Linked DNA regions of Mus musculus: region 2 is linked to region 1. The links are chromatin contacts, called in public promoter capture Hi-C maps. All regions are on one chromosome and are shown on one strand. The core of a region is the stretch at or near the end of the contact, and the rest is flanking DNA. Distances in the headings are between cores, read along the strand shown. Region 1 has its middle 33 kb from the start of Psma1. Region 2 holds the start of Calca (calcitonin/calcitonin-related polypeptide, alpha).

Region 1 (2,976 bases), core at 253-2,752:
TGAGAAGACCCACCCCAAAATGTGGACAGCGCCTTTTGGCAGCAGCCCTGATAACAAGGAACCCAGGAGAAGAGTGAGTGGTTATTAGCCTTTTACTGGTAGGCCTTCCCTTTGAAGCTGCTGATTCCCCCACTGATGTTAGGATTCCACCATGGACTGAGAACCACTGGCTCTCTAGGATCCCTCCAGATTAGGATCGCTATTTCTCAGCATCACAGGTATGAGGAAGCTGTTGTAAGTTTTTGGAAGGCATTGTGTAAAATGATGTATTAAATTCTTTCATTTTCTCTCCCTTTAAAGATATAGTGTGACATAAAATGGGGAGAAGGATACAGTTTGGGAAGAGGAACTGAACTAGCCTGGATGCATCAGGATGATGGAGAAAGAAGATGGAGCCTGAATGCATCAGGAAAACGGAGAAGGGGGTGGAGTCTAGATGATCAGGAAGATGGAGAAGGGGGATGGATAAAACACATAGTGCCATATGGATGCCAAACACCACAATGAAATCCACCTCTTTATGCACTTTGTGCTTTGAGATGTAATTTTTTAAAACCCGAGTTTCATGGTGTTTGCTACGAGGACCCAGGTTCAAGTCCCAGTAACCACATGTCAGCTCACAACCATCTGTAACTCCAGTTCCATGGGATCTGAGGCCCTCTTTCTGGTCTCTGTAGGAGAATATGGTGCTCAGGCACACATGAAGAGAAAGCACCCATTCACATAAAATAATTTAAAATTTTTAAGTAAATCATTTAATTTTAAAACTGCTTTTCAATCTTAGAAATGTTAAAATGTGCAAAAGTACACTTTTCAAACGAGGTGATAGACAGACAGATAGACAGTGGTGAAGATCACATTCAAGATTTGAAGCTTGCTAACCAGTTCCTCTACTATGGAAAACTCCTCCCAACCCAAGGATATAACTTAAATATGCAAATTTGTACATGTGATTGTGTCTATCCTACTGAAAACCTTTGGAAGGAAAGATACTAGCCATAGTATCTTTACATATTATCCATCTTTTCGTCTTTTTGTAGTGAACACACACTGTTTCTGTAATTTCAAAGCACACCATCCTTTAAGATGTTGTGTAGAACTCCTGTCTGCTGATTGAAAATCTACAACCAACCCTCAAGTAATCAGTACCATGTCAGCCTTCAGTCTCACAGAAACCAATGGCTCCCAAAGTAGCCGGGCAACTGTGGCTGTTTCAAATGAGAGCTGGTGAAAGCAAAGGCCTATGGTGGCTTTGGTGTCAGGGACAGGCATTTAGTTCCTGCCTCGGTCAGTTAACTTGGCTCATTCACAGAGGGAAATGGTAAAGGCACACTATCTACCTGGCTCATGGGGACAAACACTGTCAGACACTGTCTACCACAGACACAAACGTGTGGAAGGAAACAGGCAGTGGAGATACAGCTCTGCTGAGCACACTGGGCAACCGCTCTTTCCAGGGGCCAGCAGGAGACCAGGTTTTACAATGGTTGCTGTAATGTTATCATCAGTAGCCAGAAGTGAAAGTGGAAAAGGCAGCTCCGTTTACAATGAGGACTTCAAATCACCATTACATACTCTGGAGCCAATTTAGCAAGAAACATTGAGAAAACTCCAAAACCATAATGACACCCTGGAGAAACTCAGACTAGATGGACAGCAGACACGATACATGACTGAGAAGACTAAACAGCTTCAAAAGGCATAGGGTGAGGGGGTGGGGGAAAGGGGAGAAGGGAGGGAAGGACGGAGAAAGGGAGGGAGGAAGGGAGGGAAGAAAAGGAAGGACATAAAGGTAGGAGCTGGACTATCTGGGAAGAAGGGGGTGAGGATAAGTTGGAGAGAAAGAGAGAGGGTAAGTAGTAGAATGAACATAATCACAGTGCACAGTATACTCACATGGAACTGTAAAACAGACTGAAAATGAAAAGAAAAAAAGTAGTTCAATTTAGCCGGGCAGTGGTGGCGCATGCCTTTAGTCCCAGCACTCGGGAGGCAGAGGCAGGCCAGCCTGGTTCAAGGCCAGCCTGGTCTACAGAGTGAGTTCCAGGACAGTCAGAGGTGCACAGAGAAGCCCTGTCTCGAACCCCCCCCCCCCAAAAAAAAAGTAGTTCAATGTAAGGAGCTGTTCTGATTATTCTTTAAAGGGAAATGTTGAGGAAGAAATCTTGGCTGAAGCTCACTAGCTCACTCAGGTAAATGATAGCTGTTCCAGGAGCAGAATGGAGACAGGTGGGGACAGCAGAGGACGTGTGAGAGATCCCAGGGAGTAGCTGTGGAAAGATCAGCCCACACAGAGGTCTGGAGAGTGTCCTGATGAATCACACTAAGCAAATGCTATCATCTGAAATTGCCTTAATGTGATGTATTCCCCAACTCCCCCCTCTCATTTTTATTTCCTTATAAATGCCTTATTATTTAACAGTTAATATTTTTATTTTCCTCATTTTATTTAAAGAGTTTCTTTTTTTATAAGCAAAGAAAGGGTGGATGCTAATTGAGGCCATAATATGTGTTATTATAGGTAAACAAAAAGTAGTTCACTTATACTCCACCCACTCATTATTAACCACTGTCAGATTTTTCATTCTGCGTCTTTCTTTGAATATTCATATGACTGTGGCTATTGCCATGTGAATGATTTTGAGCCAAATGCACTCTAATTATGCAGGAAGAAATAAAAGGAATGTTATATGACACCATATGCTTTAAAAATATTAAAAGGTATTAAATTACAATCTATTTTCATTTGAAGATTTTAGTATTTATCACAAAATACAGAAAGTAATACAGTGATCTACTATTCCTAAAAGATAATATGCTGCCAATTTTAGAGAGCTGTAGCTTAGTGATAGAGCATTTGCCTAACAAACATGAAGTCAGGGATTCAATTCCCAGCACTCTCCTGACATACATCATATAAACTTTGTATGTATAAGTATTTAAAGAAACCATGAAGTGAAGAACCATTTGTTTTGT
Region 2 (3,064 bases), core at 259-2,758, 330 kb before region 1:
CCGCACACTCAGACCTCACCAACTGCAGAAACATGAAGCTTCTTTGTCCCCAGACAGCAAATGCCCCAGTTAGGACCTCCACCCTTGTCGGTGTTCCTGGAGCTCACTGCTCAGACAAAATGAGTGTCCAAATCAGGGGAGTGGTTGTGAGAGGGATCAAGTCAAACTAATCTGATGTGAGATGGAGATCCAAGAGCAAACATCCTGTGGGAATGTGGCATGGACTGCAGGAGGGACGTGAAGGCAGGCTTCAGACAATTTGAGAACCACTAAGGATGCTTCTGTGGGCCACAGAGACTGCTGAGTGGCTGTGCTTTCTGGAGAGGATGCCTTTTTGGAAAGAGCGGAGAGTCTCTGTGCCAGGAGAAGTGTGACTGGGAGCAAGTGTGAGGTTTAGGATGGGCAGCATCTCCGCAGCACTGTCAAGCCTGCCTGCTCTTTAGCTCTTCAGCTCAGGGATCTAAGGGTGGGGGTGAGAGGGCCTCCCACTCCACCCCCGGATCAAATACAACTGGAACATCTTGGCAAACAGCAGCAGGAAGCAAAAGGACAGCTGTGCAAATCCTTAGGCAGGCAGGCAGCCTAATGAGAAGTGATAGATAGCCAGGCAGGAGGAGAAAAAGATCTACAATGGAGACTTTGGAGGCATCTGGTTCTTCTTTGTACTTTCCCCACTACCCCTTCGTACCCCCTACCCCAAGCAGGACCCAGCTAAATACAACCCCTTCTCACACATGTGAGTGTGTTATCCAGCGCATTAGGAATGCCAAGCTGAATACAGATGATTCACACTGGAGAAAGAGAGATTTTATAGCCCAGAAAACACCAAGGTTTCTTTCTACAAGCAGGCCCTTCAAAGGGGGACTATGATACCCACTGAAAAGTTTAATATGTTGAGGTTTCATGCAGGCTTTGGGGGTCTTTTGGGGGGTGTCAGATTTTTGAGGATTTTTTTTTTCATTTTTCATTTTACCTGTGGCCACATAACCCCAAATGAGGCAGCTGCCACAAGCCTCGGGTCTAACTGAGTCCTTGTGTGCAGTACCAACACCTCTGACTATCTGCCTAAACCTGTGTGCCACGCTGCCAGAACTAGCCTTGCAGATCAAGAATTCATCCCTCAGGTGCACTAAACTATTCTAGATTAGGCACGGACTTAGGTGGGGGTGGGGGTACGATTAGAATCAGACATGCAGCAAGGAGTGCTTGAGATACTGGACTCTACTCTCCAAGATTCTGAGATTGGAGTCAGGAATATTCAAAGTCAAGAAGGAAAGAAGAGATGAAATTTATCTTGATGTCAAAAGGCCCTCCAAATTCCCGCTAATTTTAAGGGTGGCTCTCACTGATCCGTATCATCTCCCCCACTTCCACCAATGACCTCAATTTAAATTCAAATGGTGTCATCTTGCTAGATGCTCTGAGTTCTGGAAGCACAGAGGTGACGCAATCTGTCTGGGGCATGGGGCCCTTCCACCTATTGGCTGCCTGGAGCCCCGAGACCCCTCCCGACTCACCACGGCGGGAATAAGAGCAGCTGCAGGCGCTGGGAGGCACAGGAGCCACTGCCAGGATCAAGAGTCACCGCTTCGCAAGCACTGCCTGGCTCCATCAGGATCCCCGCAGGCTCAGCTCCAAGGCACCGCTCACCAGGTGAGCCCTAAAATTCCTGTTCAGGTGTGTAGTTCTACTTTTCTCTTCCTCTCCCTCTTCTCTCCCGCTCTCGCTGTTAGTCCTTGGTTTGTCTTTCCTGACAATCCCAGTCCCCGTTAGTCATTAGTCCTAGCGTGGTTCGTGTTAGATCCCGATCCAGATAGGTCCCTACAGAACTGGTCCGCAGAGCCTTCCTTCAGTTTCGCTGGAGCGCAGGCTCCAGTCTCACGTTTCTCTCTCTCTGTACACCTGATCCACCAATCTTGGGACGCTGAGCTCCTAGGCTTCACGCGCGCAGTCGGGCGTAGCTCTTCTTAGATGGTGCTTTCAGTATTCTCGTTTCCTGAGAAATTGGTCCTGAGTCCGAGCCTAGGGCCAATATGTAGCGAACAAGAGTCAGTTGCCGCAATTGCAAACCCCGATTTGGGACCCTGGGATTAACAGAGAAGTGTTTTCCACCTCAACTTTAGATTGGTTCTTGTAGGCAACTGAGTTGCCAGAGGGTGGAGCAGCTGAGCAGTGCAGCCGTCAGTTTCTCAGATTTCAAGGCAGAAAGATTCCCTCTCCATAGACTTTCTTTCTCACATTCTTAGGTGTCTGTAAAAAAACTCACAAAGAGAAGACAACTCTACACTTCCCTGTGGAGACAGATGTAGAGACAGGAGACACCTGGGATTCGTAGAATCCTTGAGACTGATCTCACCACCACCACTCCTTTACCACCACCACCACCACCACCACCACCACCCCCGACCCCCCGCACCCTCCCCCTCCTCCATCTTTAGGGCTAAGATTCTTTCCAAACCGTATAGGCTACATGCACACTGGACAATGAGGGAACAAAGATGATGAGAAATGTGGTTATCAGTATGAAGCCAAAATGTCGGGGAGTCACAGGCATAAGCACACAGAAAGCCAGGTCCATGGGCTTATAGAACCTTGAACTGATATAAATAAACAAATGAATAAATAGACATTCTTCTCTTGCAGGAAGGCATCATGGGCTTCCTGAAGTTCTCCCCTTTCCTGGTTGTCAGCATCTTGCTCCTGTACCAGGCATGCAGCCTCCAGGCAGTGCCTTTGAGGTACGTGTAAAGACAGGAGTCCTAGTGTCCTGGGACTGGCCAACTTCCTGTTAACCACAGAGTACCGAATGTTTAAAACCCAACTATCTGGTGGAAAAATATATACATGTACATAGACACACATGTAAGTTCACTATAAGCTTAAATTTCAAGTAGCCCTTTAACTAACAAAATGCTTTCACCACTTCCCCCCCATATTTAGTATCAAGAGTTAAACCTTTTTGTTCAATTCATTCCTTATGAGACATGAATTTTACTCTAATCTGCTAACTTGCCAATAAATATTACTGACTCTAATTTATAATCTGTTAATCTATTTCTCATCT

Evidence for each region. Promoter capture Hi-C pulls out the DNA fragments that hold promoters and counts their contacts.
Region 2: a contact with region 1 is called in a promoter capture Hi-C map of hematopoietic stem and progenitor cells, with 2.8 times the contacts expected there. The contact joins the promoter of Calca here to the enhancer-like site in region 1. A contact is called at or near these places in 10 of 39 promoter capture datasets (the 3T3-L1 cell line, cranial neural crest, embryonic stem cells and 6 more), 1 of 484 Hi-C or Micro-C datasets (embryonic stem cells) and 6 of 115 datasets of contacts at active chromatin or transcription factors (embryonic stem cells, epiblast stem cells and stem cell-derived neural progenitor cells).

What each region holds. Positions count from the first base shown.
Region 1 is chr7:114,307,682-114,310,657 of GRCm38.p6, reverse strand. No RefSeq gene overlaps it. Among named protein-coding and RNA genes, the nearest start is that of Psma1, 33 kb to the right of the region's middle. Within about 2 kb of position 1,502, at least 10 of the 459 cell types and tissues checked have an H3K27ac peak or open chromatin away from gene starts, as enhancers often do. A contact at or near this core is called in hematopoietic stem and progenitor cells, where this site is marked.
Region 2 is chr7:114,634,801-114,637,864 of GRCm38.p6, reverse strand. Calca (calcitonin/calcitonin-related polypeptide, alpha) reads left to right here and starts at 1,508. Exons shown (of 5, transcript NM_001033954.3): 1 at 1,508-1,653; 2 at 2,644-2,738. The coding sequence starts at 2,653.